3 separate regions of the Mus musculus genome follow, and regions 1 and 3 are each linked to region 2. The links are chromatin contacts, called in public HiChIP or PLAC-seq and promoter capture Hi-C maps. All regions are on one chromosome and are shown on one strand. Each heading gives the region's core, a stretch centred on a gene start, on an enhancer-like site or on the middle of the called end of the contact. The rest is flanking DNA. Distances are from core to core; before and after follow the strand shown. Region 1 holds the start of Ppm1f (protein phosphatase 1F (PP2C domain containing)). Region 2 holds the start of Yars2 (tyrosyl-tRNA synthetase 2 (mitochondrial)). Region 3 has its middle 7.3 kb from the start of Igll1.

Evidence for each region. Promoter capture Hi-C pulls out the DNA fragments that hold promoters and counts their contacts. HiChIP or PLAC-seq counts read pairs in DNA pulled down with a chosen protein or histone mark.
Region 1: a promoter capture Hi-C map of stem cell-derived epiblast-like cells shows a contact between it and region 2, with 14 times the contacts expected there. The contact joins the promoter of Ppm1f here to the promoter of Yars2 in region 2. A contact is called at or near these places in 22 of 39 promoter capture datasets (the 3T3-L1 cell line, 3T3-L1-derived adipocytes, the C10 cell line and 13 more), 1 of 15 datasets of contacts at CTCF or cohesin (pro-B cells), 24 of 484 Hi-C or Micro-C datasets (the HPC-7 cell line, LSK cells, the N1E-115 cell line and 11 more), 21 of 115 datasets of contacts at active chromatin or transcription factors (the 230-238 cell line, the SCID.adh cell line, T-cell acute lymphoblastic leukemia and 14 more) and 2 of 9 other capture datasets (embryonic stem cells and macrophages).
Region 3: an H3K4me3 HiChIP or PLAC-seq map of pro-B cells shows a contact between it and region 2, with 7 times the contacts expected there. The contact joins the enhancer-like site here to the promoter of Yars2 in region 2. A contact is called at or near these places in 20 of 39 promoter capture datasets (the 3T3-L1 cell line, 3T3-L1-derived adipocytes, the C10 cell line and 11 more), 1 of 15 datasets of contacts at CTCF or cohesin (the NIH/3T3 cell line), 11 of 484 Hi-C or Micro-C datasets (the HPC-7 cell line, Sertoli cells, bone marrow-derived macrophages and 7 more), 27 of 115 datasets of contacts at active chromatin or transcription factors (the NIH/3T3 cell line, acute myeloid leukemia, astrocytes and 14 more) and 4 of 9 other capture datasets (adipose tissue, embryonic stem cells, liver and 1 more).

The regions. Positions count from the first base shown.
Region 1 is chr16:16,894,251-16,899,065 of GRCm38.p6, reverse strand. It overlaps Ppm1f (protein phosphatase 1F (PP2C domain containing)), which reads right to left and starts at 2,597. Exons shown (of 8, transcript NM_176833.4): 1 at 2,442-2,597.
Region 2 is chr16:16,300,762-16,305,329 of GRCm38.p6, reverse strand. Yars2 (tyrosyl-tRNA synthetase 2 (mitochondrial)) reads right to left here and starts at 2,365. Exons shown (of 5, transcript NM_198246.2): 1 at 1,583-2,365; 2 at 627-794. The coding sequence starts at 2,346.
Region 3 is chr16:16,854,466-16,858,996 of GRCm38.p6, reverse strand. No RefSeq gene overlaps it. Among named protein-coding and RNA genes, the nearest start is that of Igll1, 7.3 kb to the left of the region's middle. Within about 2 kb of position 3,231, at least 30 of the 459 cell types and tissues checked have an H3K27ac peak or open chromatin away from gene starts, as enhancers often do. A contact at or near this core is called in the HPC-7 cell line, acute myeloid leukemia, hematopoietic stem and progenitor cells and 2 more, where this site is marked.

The DNA of each region.
Region 1 (4,815 bases), core at 1,348-3,847, 590 kb before region 2:
CAGTATTGGGATCACAGGTATGCACCACTTCTGGTGTATGTGGTGCTGGAATTGATCATGCATGCTAGGCAAGCAGTCTATCAAGAGAGCTTTACCCCAACCCCCTCTCCCCCCAGAACTCTTATTTCTCTATTTGTAACTGGCTGCTAGGAATAGTCTGGTATAAATCCTTCTAGATCTTAACCAATATCTTACTACATACATGGAAAAGATTTTATTTATATTTATAAATGCTTATTATAAAGATTATAGCAAAATATACATTAAAAACTATCACTTGGGCTGGTGAGATGGCTCAGTGGGTTAGAGCACCCGACTGCTCTTCCGAAGGTCCAGAGTTCAAATCCCAGCAACCACATGGTGGCTCACAACCATCCGTAACAAGATCTGACCCCCTCTTCTGGAGTGTCTGAAGACAGCTACAGTGTACTTACATATAATAAATAAATAAATCTTTAAAAAAAAAAAACAACAAAACTATCACTTTAGTCTGGCATGGTGGTTCATGCCTATAATCCTACCACTTGGGAAACCATTACCAACCACTTGGGAAACCGACGGAGCCTTGACATCAGTTTGGTGCTAGTCTGGGCTACTGAGTAAAACCTTGTCTCAAAAAAAACAAAAACAAAAACAAAAAAAAAAAAACCAAATCAAAACCAAACCAAGCAAAAACTAAAATACCCTCCCCCCAAACAAACAAAAACCAAAGGGTGTGGAGTAGGGTTTGGACGGGTAGCTCAACTGGTGATACTTGCCTTGAAGGCACAGGCCCTAGGTTCCTCGATAAAACTGGACATGGTGGTGAACACCTACAATTCCAGTGCTTGGAAGATAGAGCCAAATGGAGATAGATTACAAGTTCAAGTTCAATCTTAGCTATATTATGAGTTGGAGGCCAGCCTGGGCTCCATGAGACCCTGTCTCAAAACAAAACAAAAATGCCAAAACACACTTTAAGACTATGTTTCTTTCTATTGGTGCTGGAAATTCAACCTACAGAACATATGCACGCTGAACATAGATGGACTCCACCCCAGCCATGTCTACACCCCCCCCCCCCACTATCTTTCATGGGCTGTTCTGTGCAGCCATATTATTGTGCTGCCATTTTTCTTTTGAAAGGGATCCTAAGCTCCATGTGGTCAGTGTCCTGGCTGTTTGTGCTCAGCAGGCCTGCATGGCCACTAGAGTGAGGTAAGCAGCCTGAGGTCTGGGGGGATCACACAGGAAATGAAAACTCTCCCTTAGTACACTGGGTAGCAAAGACAGTCTTCCAGAAAAGACTGGCTTCAGGCAACATCACAGAGGAATTCTGCAAATTAATCTGTTGTGGGAGGTTAACAGTTATTAGAACAATTGTTTTGTTTATGTCTCAGAACTGTGTGGGAAAACATGCCATCAGGTCATACTGCAGTTGAAAAAAAAACCAGGTGGTAGGAGGAAAGTGTTACTCTAAGGTCACAAATATTAGTTGTCACCAAAGCAGGACTCAGTTGAGGAATCTGGTGCCCAGTGACTTGGCCACTTCCATCCCAGTTTGCCGCTGAGTAAAAGTAAAATTTGACGATGGGAGGAATATGAACACTGAGACCATGAGGTAGAGGCAGCTCTCGTTCAGTTCCTTAGGTGGGAACAGTTCACAGGGCTGTCCCAGGGCACATTGTGAACACATCTGTTAATCAAGGGGCCTAGAAATAGGCGGCCTTGGTAGGGCAGACCACTGCCTTCCACTGGGCCTCACTAGATGTTAGTCTGCAGAAATCCTTACAATCCCTTTTCTCCTCATTATACGGAGAGCTTAGGGGGCTGGCCTGAGACCACACAACTGTAACGGTGAAGCCCAAGGCTCTCAGGACTGAGGCTCTACTGCAATCTAGCCCAATGGCTTCAGCCTGCGTCTTGAAACCAGGTGGTAAGTAAAACACTAGCTTTAAATACACTTAGGGACGCCACTGGGCTGGGCATTCAGGTTGAAAATGTGGTCCCAGTCCGGGTCGTCACTAGTAGGGCTGAGGGTAGGGCCGTGGGCCTAGCCCTCATGTTTTGGAAGATAAGAGGGAATGATCCTTGAAAACAGGATTGTCACTCCTTGGTACTGTTTTGCCTCACAGCTCTCAGCCTCCTCCTGGACCTCGGTTCAGACACAGCCCTGGGGGAGGGTGTCAATGGATTCCCAGTTCCGTGCCTTTAGTTTCCGACGCCTTGCCACCAGGGCCCGGCGGCGGCTTGCTCAGATTTTTTGCTCACAGCTATCCCCCAAAGTCCCATGGGCTCAGGCACCCGAAACCGGTCTTGGCCTTAGTGCTTTCTCACCTCTCCATTTCGTCCTCAGTCTCATTTCACTTTCGTGCATCTCAGGCCCCCACATGACCCCCACCCTAGTCCGAGTCTTCCACCCTCACCCTCGCTCTTCATCCCTTGCACCCCGCGGGCCTCACCTGCCAGCCTGCCGCAGTGCTCCCCACGAGCTGCTCTGGGCAGCCCCGCCTACTTCCCGTCCTAGGCGCCGCAGGCTCTGCGCAAGCGCAGTCGGGCCTCGGGCGCACCTCTGCTGCCTCCTGCTGGTCCCTCTGCTCTCTTGTTTCAGGGACGACAAGAGCCCCAATAGCCAGTGCGTTGCTACACTTCTCCAGCCTTGACTGGGCAGAAAGCAGTCCTTGCTTCACAATGCTCAGTCATTGCTTCACAACGTGTGTGGTGATCAGTCTCAGGGCAGTGATGCGGCTTCATACTGCTCAGGACTGGCCACCCATCAGAGACTTTAGAAAATATTTTCATGTATAACATTATATTCATTTTATACCAATGAACGTGTACACTGCCTGTGTACAGTGTGGAGAGTACCCCTTCAAGTTTCATTGTGGTCCTGCCCACTTAACCACAGGCCCCAGGGGCTTTGTGGTTAAGGGTTCCAGGCCCTTTGTGCTCAGCAGGACTGCATGGCCACTGAGAATTCGTTGAGCAGCTTGAGCTCTGGGGCTATAAAGCAGGAAATGAGACACTTTTCTTAGTGCACTGGGTAGCAAAGGCAGTCTTAAAGACAAGGTTGGCTCCAGGTTGTCACCTGGCTTTTAAAACAATTGTTCCGGCATGGTGACGCAAGCCTTTAATCCCAGCATTTGGGAGGCAGAGGCAGACAGATTTCTGAGTTCGAGGCCAGTCTGGTCTACAAAGTGAGTTCCAGGACAGCCAAGGATACACAGAGAAACCCTGTCTCGAAAAACAAAAACAAAACAAACAAAAAAACCCAATTGTTTGTTTTGTTTATGTCTCAGAACTGTGCTGACAAGCACATGCCATCAGACCCCATTGTCTTAGGAACTTGTCACCTGATTAGGTTTCAGGGAACCCATGAGCCTGGGGAACCAATAGATGGGTGTGTGTACTGGCATGGTGGGGAGAATGTCTGTCTGCTACGCAAGTAGAGTCCTGGTTCATTCAACCTGATTAAGGTTTGAGGTCATTTATAACCTGATGAGGTAGAGGGTGATACAGAGAAGACAGCAAAAGCAGGCACTAGGAACCTGGCCCTGTTAGGCTCTAGGCCAAGGACATATCTGTAATGTACCCTTTCCTGAGGTTGCTGTCACCATGATTGTCTTGTTTGTAGTCTACTATGCCAAAGCCTTTACTCTTGTTAAATTCCCAATATTAGCTATACCAACCAGCTTAGCTCAAACCTCTTCATCAAGACATGCCAAGCTGTGGGGTAGAGCCAGGAGGTCTCAGAGTGCTCAGTTCCAGGTCTCTCATCTGTGTCCTCTCCCAGTTCCCAAAATCCTTTCCCAGAAACCTGTTCTGAGCACTATGAGAGTGAGTGCAAACACTCCCTACCACACTAGCCTCTATCACTCAGAGACTGGCTGTATTACTTAGGCTTTAAAAATCTCAGGAAAGGACCTCAAACCCTTTGTTCTAGAATTTCCAGGCTCTTTACAATGGGGGTACAACTTGGTAATACTTCTGCTTAAAGGGAGCTGTTATGATTTGAAATCTGGAAGTCTCTTGAAAACTTGAGCTTTTGGGAGGTGAATGGATCATCAGGACGCTAACATCAGCAGATCAGTCTATTGGATTCATCATTCATAATAATGACATTATTAGGAGACAACGAAAACTAGGATGGAGGAAGGTCATGAGTATGTGTGCCCTGCAAGAGTGTATAGCTCTAGTCCCTGGAAAGGTCTATTTTGCCAGTCTTTCCTCTCTCCTCTTCTTAGCTACCAGAGATGACTCAAACTGAGCCCAAATCCATCTTTCTTCCTTTAAATTTTGCTCAGGTGTTTTATCACAGTGAGGAAAGGTGATTAATGGAATTTTGGCTCTCTCTTGGATATTAATTTTTCCCATAGGGCTAGAATGTATAGAAGAGGTCCACGGTGCCTTCTACAGTGCTGGGAGGATGTTGTACTTGACGAAACAGACTTCCTCATGTTAGTATGCACCACAATCTCAAGGTAAGAGAAACGGGACCTGCAGTGCCTGGGGGACAAACCACTGGAGAGCTAGCCTGTGAGATCTTGCATGCCTCCCACAATACAGGTCGCCCTGCAGCTCTGATCTCATCAGCTTCCAGAGCAGAAAAGGTGATGCCTAGGAACACAGCTGCTAAGACAGTTCACCTCTAGTCCTAATTGTTCTTGGCTGACAGGTTAGCAATGATAATGAGGCTGTACTGATGGGTGTGTGTGTATGTGTCTGAGGGGGAAGGTGACGGGGTCAGGAGTTTATAGAGTACAGCTTAGATAGCTAAGGGTATCTGCTAGAGTTCCACATAAAGGGGGCAACCGCAGGAAAAAACAAAGGGTACAT
Region 2 (4,568 bases), core at 1,116-3,615:
ACAATTTATTTTAGTAAGGATTGGCAACTATTATTTCAAAGATCTCTAAGTTTATTCTTGCATCACTCTAGAATAGTTGGTACTGTTATTGGTGCAACAGGAAACACAGACCAACACATCTGACTTGAGTTTTCTTCCCCTTTGAAATTTGCACTTGGGTAAAGCTGGATCCGTGATTATACAACAAAAGATTTGAGGACCAGCAAGAATAAAACAAAATTAGTTTATGAAGATTAAGATAGAGTACACAATTTAGACTCACATGAGTAGGTGTCTTCACAACAGCTACCTACTTTTGGGATTCTATGGCTAAGTTCCAAGCCTCAAAAGATGTAAGAGGTAAGACTTAAGCCAGAGGCTGTCTTGAGCAACTTAGAACATCGCATTTTTTTTTTCTCTCCAGACCTGGGATGTAGCTCAATAGTTAAGCACCTACCTAATAAAATAGCCATTCAGCCCTGGGTTCAACTCTAGTATCGTAAAAATAAAAATGGCAATATCATGTGACATAATAATTTACACCTTAAATAGAATCAATGAAAAAAACCTACAAAGAAAAAGATTCACTAGCTAAAACTGAATCATAACTACATATTAATTTTTCTCAAATGCCTATTAAAGCTTACCTTTCTACGGAATCATCTTGCTGTCTGACAAAGAACTGATAAAGTTCAAACGGTGATGTTTTCTCTCTGTTTAGCCAAACCGCATTGCCAGCAGACTTTCCCAGCTTTGCTCCAGTTGTACTTGTAATTAGAGGTACAGTGATTCCAAACACATCCTCTCCAGTCAACCTACACATACATTCATGGTATTCTGTTAGGCACAATTAGTTCCACCAAGCACAGTACACATTTAAGTCTGGTTACTTACTATATGTTTTTAAAACCCTTTCTCAGTCTGGACTCAGGTCCTCAAGAACCATAAAAACACGCATTTTATATCTACATGTGTCGTGCTTAAGTGCAATTGAGGAATGCACCTGAGCAGGTCAACAGGACTTGATTTTTGAAGGATCAGGTAGAAAAATGACAAAGTTGGGCGAAAGGATACCAGGAGGTACATTTAGAAGGTGGCTTTTAATATTTTTAAATGAGTTTTGTCGTGTAGCACACGAACCAGCCATATAATCTATGTTCCTCAAGAAAACTGTGAGGACTGGAGAGGTGGCTCAGTGGTTCTTCCAGAGATCCTGGGTTCAATTCCCAGCAACCATGTGGGATATAATATAAGAATTTGGTGCCCTCTTCTGGCATGCAGGTGTTACATAGAGATGGAGCACTCATACATAAATAAATCAATCTTTAAAAAAAGAAAACGCTGTGAAAATCTTTATGGAGGCGAAAAGCTAAATTAGTGCACACGGTTCTAAACAGAAGTCCAATTATTTTCAGGATAAATAACAATTTCTAAAGAAACTAAAGGCGACTTAGGGAAAACAGACACAATCCAAATCTTGAATATCGGTCTGCTTCCAGCAGCTCTAACTCCCAGCTCTAACTTACAATCTTCCTAACGAATAACACACTACTTCTGTATACTCGTCCCCGGGTTTCCGTAGGCTCTAACAATTCCAGCTTACTTGTGGATGAACTCGTAGCCAGACATGATGTTGCCCAACTGATCTGATCCGCCCAGTTGGACCCGGCATCCATAGTGCTGGAAAAGGTAGTAGAAGTCATAGGCCTGGAGCACCTGGTAAAAGAACTCCGCCAAGCTCATGCCCTCGGGGCTCTTGAGACGCGACTGCACGCTCAGCCGGCTCAGCAGAGTGCCCATGCGGAAGTGGCCGCCCACCGTGGCCAGGAAATCCACCAGGTGCTGCTCCTGGAACCAGGCCGCGTTGTCCAGCACCGTGAAAGAGCCCCAGGGCCGGCCGTCCGCGAAGAGGCGCGCGTGGTTGGCCGCCAGGGCCTCGAGCCCTCGCCGCAGGGCGTGCGCGTTGGCCCGCACGCACTCGGCGCTCAGCGCCTCGCGCCCCTTGGTCCGGCCGCTGGGGTCCCCCAGGAGGGCCGTGGAGCCTCCCACGAGCGCGATCACGTTGTGGCCGGCTCGCTGGAAGTGGAAGAGCCCCAACAGAGTTAGCAGGTGCCCCACGTGGAGCGAGTCGCCCGTGGGGTCGAAGCCGCAGTACACCGTCTGGGGGGACGAGCCCGCCCTGCGGCGGTCAAAGAGTTCGGGGAGCTCTGTCTTCGTGCCGCTCTCGGGGAAGAACTCCTTGAACAAGCCGCGGGCCCTCGGTGCCACCAGCATTCCCCGCGCGCCCGGGCGCACCGCACGCGACCCTCGTAGCCAGACCAGGGACTGCGGAACGCGGCACAGGCGCCTCAGCATGGGCGCCGCCATCTTGCGGGACACGCAAGGCATGCTGGACCTCTGTCGCCCTGCGACCGCGGGCGCCTCGGTGTCTCTCTACGCATGCTCGGGCGTAGCGGGAGGCCTGTTAGGCTTTGGTGCTGTAGGCAGTCCTGGAATGTGGACCGACTGAGTTCCGTCTTGCGGCCCCCGCTGTTCCTCTATCATTTCATTCCCGTTTTCTCAGTGAGGATGTCGTGATAGTACTTCCTGTCTCACAGCTGTGGTGAAAGCACTTGGCGGTGTAGTAAGCGCTCGACAAATGTTTACTGTCGTTTAAATGATCATGCAAAAGCTGTGATGCTCAAGTCCCATAAGTCTTGGACCTGTAGAAAGAACTCGGAGTGGAGTGGAGACGAAATTTCTTTGTACCAGTTTCCCCAGTTAATGAGAGCCTCGTCACAGTACAGGCAGGCAGGCAGGCGCGCGCACACACACACACACACACACACACACACACACACGTCATTAGTGGGTGTCCTGAAGGTGGCAGTCTCCTCCTAGCAAGAGGAAAGTCAAAACAGGAAAGAACTCCCTGTGTTTAGTATAACAAAAACTGGAGTCATTCAAAGTCATAACATATTAGGTGCTTTTAGGAATCCTCTCACCAGGATGAGGACTCTCATTTGCAATTGTATGGCAGGTGAGCCAGCCCCCAAGTCCCATTGTAGATTCTGACTAATTTTCTTTAAACATTTTAATTAGCGTACACAAATTGTACAAAATAATGAATTTATTCTGACATTTCCATATATGAGTAGACGTGGGCCATACTTTCAAAACTCCCTGATTTATGTGGAGTAGCATTATTGAGAATGTGCCATTTGTGGCCATCACCTACCATTGTGAGAGAAGTAGGGGTTATGGAGGGAGACAGAGAACAATTGAGCCAGGAGTAAGTTGCAGTAGAGGTGTGCTGGCTAGTTTTATGCCAAGTTGACAAAGTTAGAGTCATTGAGGTACTTAAACTGAGAAAATGCCCTCAACCAATGTGGCCTATGAACAAGCCAGTGGTGATCAGTGATTGATGTGGAAGGGACCAGCTCACTGTGGGTGGTGCCTCTTGATAGGTCCTTTCTCCGGTAAAATGAGCCAATTCAAACCAGATTAGATTATAAAGCAGATTTACTGTCCCCCTAGAATTGAGGCCAGGGGGGGTCGCCATGGGGGGGGGGAGAAAGGGCTTGTGGCAGGGGGTGGGGAGAGAGAGAGAGAGAGAGAGAGAGAGAGAGAGAGAGAGAGAGAGAGCAAAATGTGTAGATTGTATAGCAAAGAGCGTCTGAGGGAAGGGCAGCCCATCCCCTGGGCTGGAATGTACAGGGTTGGGGATAGGGTATGCCAGGTAGAGACTTAGGGATGCTGAGAGAACCTGGAAGCCAGATCTGTTTTCATATGTAAAATATGCACCTGAGTCTCTTGTCCCAGGGTCCCAAAAGAAACACCACCCTTGGTGGTCCTGGGTGCTAAAAGAAATCAGGCTGATCAAACAATGTGGAATAAGCCAGTATGTAGCACTCCTTCATGACTTCGGCTTTAGTTCCTTCAGGAGTCTTTCTGACTAGAGTCCTTGCCCTGACTTCCCTGAATGACGAATTATAAGCTGTAAAGTGAAATAAACGCTTTTCTTCCCAGGCCATTGGTCATATTGTTTTATCACGGCAATAGAAAGCTCAGGCCAGACAAGAGTCATTCAGTATCCCAGAGGAAGTCAGGAGCTGAGATTTCCTTCCATAGTCTTCCAAACTGAAACAAGGAGGTAGGCTGTTTCACTTTATTACCGGCTAATCTTTAAATATGGAATGCTCTTGGAGAGAAATCCACACTTTGGGCAAGCCTTTTGACTAAGAGTCATATGCAGAAGACAAACAACACTCACGTTCCTGAAAGAGGATCCTGACCCATCCCCAGACCATTAGCTACAGATCTTTCCATGTCCTAATACTAAGGTATTTGAAGAAGACATTTATTTTAGTGGGTTATAAATTTGTTATTTTGATTAATCAATGTATTTGCTCATCTAATTATCAGTGAGTTTAATTTCTCATTGCCAGTAATATTGTAATATTACTGGTAATATTCTCTAATACTGGTAGAAAATAGCTAGAGTGTTCTCTCATATTGTTACTCAAAATATCTTTAAAATTCTAGTCAGAATCTGTTGATCTGCACTTTGATCAGAGACAGACTGTAAGATGCATTGCAGGAAGTTCTGA
Region 3 (4,531 bases), core at 1,982-4,481, 550 kb before region 2:
GAATATGTGTGACTCAGAGGTAGCTGCATCACTGAAAAGCCTTCCCATCATGAGTGGCAGTCTCATCAAAGCTGAACCCTGGAGTTCCTTTTGAGATTCCCAGGCACCTTGGCTGGCTGGAAAGTCTCACCCCAGCAATCATTACAGCTTATAAAATCATGGGAAAATTTCAGAACTTCTAGCGACTTTTTTAATGCATTTGTTTACTTCCTGAGTTTTGTAAGTTTCTTTTACTTCCTGGCTTATTTTTATTTCATGTGTGTCTTGTCCACATGTGTGAAATGTGCACCATATATGTAGGCCTAATGCTCCAGGAGACCAGAAGGGGCAGTTTGCCTCGAACTGGAGTCACAGATGGTTGTGTGCTCAGAACTGAGCTGTGGTTCTCTGCAAGAGCAAAACTTGCTCTTAAACATTGAACCTTCTCTCCAGCCCCTACTTTCCAAGTCTGAAGAGGTCTCCCTCTAGTATGCATTGTTTCAGTTTAGAGGAAATTGCTACACATTTGTTACAAGCAGGCGGGCTGATACTGGAAGAAGTGACAGGTTCCAACTCCTCTCCTTTTGTTACTGTGGTTATTCACATTCTGCAGCATCTCAAGGCAGACTGTCTCTCTAGGCTTTGTTGGCCAGCTCCTGCATCCACAAGTTTTGTGCTTTTTAAGATGGCTGAACTCTGAGGTCCCTCACCAACTCTTCCTTTGGCTCCTTTAGCAGGTGTTTCCTGCCGTCTGCCTTCCACAGCTTGGTTTCCCAGGTGGTGACACAACAGATCCATGCATGCTCTTGAATTCTGTCTTAGGGCTTCTATGGACGTGATAAAAACAAAACAAAACAAAACAAAAACCAAAAACCAACCAACCAAACAAAAAAAACCCCCAAAAAACCCAACTATGACCAAACACAACTTTTGAAGGACAGTTTCAGCTTACAGTTTGTAGTCTATTATCTAGGAAGTCAGAACAGCAGCTGGAGGCAGGAGCTAATGCAGAGGCCAAGGCTGCTTCTTGCTTCTCATGTCTTGCTCAGCATAATTTATATAACACCCAGGACCACCAGGAGTGGTATATCCACCTGGGCCATTCCATATCAATCATCAATCAAGAAAATGCAGTATAGACTTGCCCACAGGCCAATCTGGTGGGAGCATTTTTTTCTTAGTTGAGGTTCCCCATTCCAAATGACTCTAGCTTGTGTCAAATTGTCATTAACCTAGCAAGCACAATTGACCCTTTGTCAACTTCACTCACAAATAATTCAGCATAACCTTTGCTTTCTTGTTGTTCCTAAGGTTTCATATCAATATCAACATCACAATATACAATATTCTAATTTTAAGGGTCTCACAGTCCCTAAAAATTTCAATACTTTAAAAGTTCAGTCTCTTACAATATCCAGTCTCTCTGAAACTCCAAATATCTGTAAAATTCCAAAGCTTCTTAACTATGGGCTCCTGTAAAATACGAAATAGTTAAATATTTTCATATTCCAAGAGGGAAGGACCAGGCAGCATCACAATCAGATCAAGGCAAAATCAAAGTCAAACAGGGTAAAGGTTCATGTTGTAAAGCTCGATGTTGTAAAGCTCGACGTCAGGCCTTTGGGACTTCTTAGTTCCCAAGGGCTGGCCAAGCATATGCATCACCCATCAGAGGCTCAGGCCAGCTCTATACCACAGAGTTGCTGCTGTTCCTGGTGGTTATCCCATGATATTGTCATCTCTAACATTCTGCAGGCTCCTGTTGCAATCGAGTTGCACTTTCACCAACAGTCTCCTGGGCCATCTGCAGGGACTCTGGTCCTGCTATATGTTGTCAAGTGTCAACTTCTCTCTAAGACCCTTTCAGTTCGAATGCTCCTACTTCAACCTAGGCTACACGTTTACCAGCAAGCTCTTCATGGTGCCAAGACTCGGCAGCTCTCCATGACTCTTTATGCCTTCACAACCAGTATTACCTGGGAAACTTACACATTACTGTCGGCCTGAGTCTGCTCAGCTGCAGGGCACGGCTGCTTGGGGAGGAGGAACTTGGGGAGTTTGACTGAGATTACCCTGTGCTGCCTTCCGGGTGAGTTCACGAGCTGTAGGGAAGTGCTCCTGGGATAGGAAAGCACAGTCTGAGATGAGGGAAAGTCGGACCTGATTTAGGGGTCCTTGGGTCTGTGACATTGCCAGGGCCATGGGGTTCTTAGACTCTTGGACATCTAGGCGCCACTGGAAGTCACAGAAGAGCAGAGAACAGAGTCAGGGGCCACATGGCCTGGGGACAGCATCTAGCTGGGGCTGGGGAGGGGGTGGGGAGGAAGGAGAGCTCTGGCTTGTCTCATGGGGTGAGTGTCCTTTGCTTAACAGAGGCAGGTTTGGTGGCAGTTGTGGCTGGGAGTGCAGAGAGGCCTTCTACAGGATGTGGCTCTGTAGACAAAGACCTTCTCCAGGTTCCTCATGGTGAATCTTGATGAAAGAGACAGTCGATGATGGAAAATTGATGCATAAAACCACTTCTCAGGGTGGGCCTGAGATTAAATTCCTTTTGCAGGGAGGAATGTCTAGGAAGAGAAGCTTATGGGCTTAAGCCCTCCCGGCCTAGGTTCCTCATTAGCATGGAGAACTCTGTTTTGAGCCTATGTGACCATAGGCCACGTTTCTTTTATGTGAGAGAAGCATGGCATGTGTTCCAAGTCAGGAGTCTGGCAGGGAGCTGGGAGTCACCTAAGCCTCAGGTGTGTGCCCACGAGTCTCTTCCTCTTGACCTGCTTTACCTTAACAAACTTCCTGGCATGTGTTTTTTTTTTTTTTTTTTTTTTTTTTTTTTTTTTTTTTTTTGAGACAGGGTTTCTCTGTATAGCCCTGGCTGTCCTGGAACTTACTCTGTAGACCAGGCTGGCCTCGAACTCAGAAATCCGCCTGCCTCTGCCTCCCGAGTGCGCCACCACGCCCGGCTCCTGGCATGGTTTTAATCCCACACATTACCAGGTTTGTTTGCCAGCACGAGGTCCAGGCTTGGACCTGTTTGCACTATAGGTTTGTGTGCTGACCCCGAGGAAACACTTCCCAGAAGGTTCTGCTTCCTTAATGCTGGTTTCTTCTTAACCTTAGTTTATTTGCAGCCTTAACTGACCAGTCTTAATTTACCCAGTCAAGCAAGTTTTCACACTCTAAGACTTGGTGCCAATTTCTGTCCTAGTTATGGGTTCAATTGTGATAAAACATGACTAACATGAGCTTGAGGGAGGAGAGCTTATTTTAGCTTACAGCTTGTATTCCACCATCCAGGGAAAGTCAGTGTGGGAACTCAAGATAGGAACTAATGCAGAGGCTGTGGGGGAACATTGCTTACAGGCTTGTGCCTCTCTCTTACTCAACTTGCTTTCTTATACACCCTGGACCCATTGGTCCAGGGCAGGAGCGGGACCACCCACAATTGTCTGGGCTCTTCCATACCAATCAGCAATCAAGAAAGTGCACCACAGGCTTGCCCACAGGTGGGGGAATCTTCTTGGTTGAGGTTTACTTTTCTCAAATGACTTCAGCTTGACATAAAGTTGACATAAAACTATCCAGCACAGATTCAGTCAGAGAAAAGATGTGTATTGCATCTTCAGTGGAGTATGAGGCAGTGATTGTTAATTTGGATCTGAAATGAATCTGAAGCTTGGTATTGTGCATAGAAGACTCGGGATGTTCTAAAGGGAGTTAGGAAATATTCCACACTTCTGGAAGTCCGTCAAAACTCTGCAAGTAAACAACTCAATAGCTTAAGGAGCTCTCTGAAACCATCCAGACTCTCATGGCTTCTCCATTGGTTATTTCTGGTCTGCACAGGTGGGAGAGACGTGCTGAAGCTCCTCATGTAAGCTCCTGTATTTGGTTTTTACTTTGTGTGTGTGATATTACTTTATTCTGTAACGTTTTGAGCTTTGGGGCATATCCTATATCGCCCCCTGCTGGCACCTACTCTCCAAAAGCTCTGTAGGGCTATGAAACAATGTGCTCACCCTGGAAACATCTGCTATTGTCCTAGGAGGTCACCAGCTTCGGAGTGTCTTCACGGTTTACTCCTGCACCATAAGTGGAAGCACATGCAGCATCGGATTGGAGAGTGGAAGGAAAAGGTGGAGCTGAAAGTTAGAGAGGGGACACACACACACACACAAAGAGAGAGAGAGAGAGGGAGAGAGAGAGAGAGAGAGAGAGAGAGAGGAAGAGAGATGATGGAGGACTGAGAGAAGATGGAGGAAAAGGAAGATGAAACAGAACCATGTGGCCTGGATGAGCCACAAGTAGCTAGGGATTTCATAGATGGAAAAAAGTAATGTAAGATACATTTGCTTGATCTAGGTGTGCAGTTTGAATTTATACCAGTTATATTATGTGTTCTTTGCATGGGCATTTTGGGGTTGGAGAATTACTGTTATAAATCTGGATGGTATAGTAAAAGTCTGTGGTGTTATCATTTTATAGGGCTAAGGGAATCTGAGCTAGCAATAGCAGGCTTTCTGCAGGCTTGCCACAGTGGGTAGATGACCTGGGA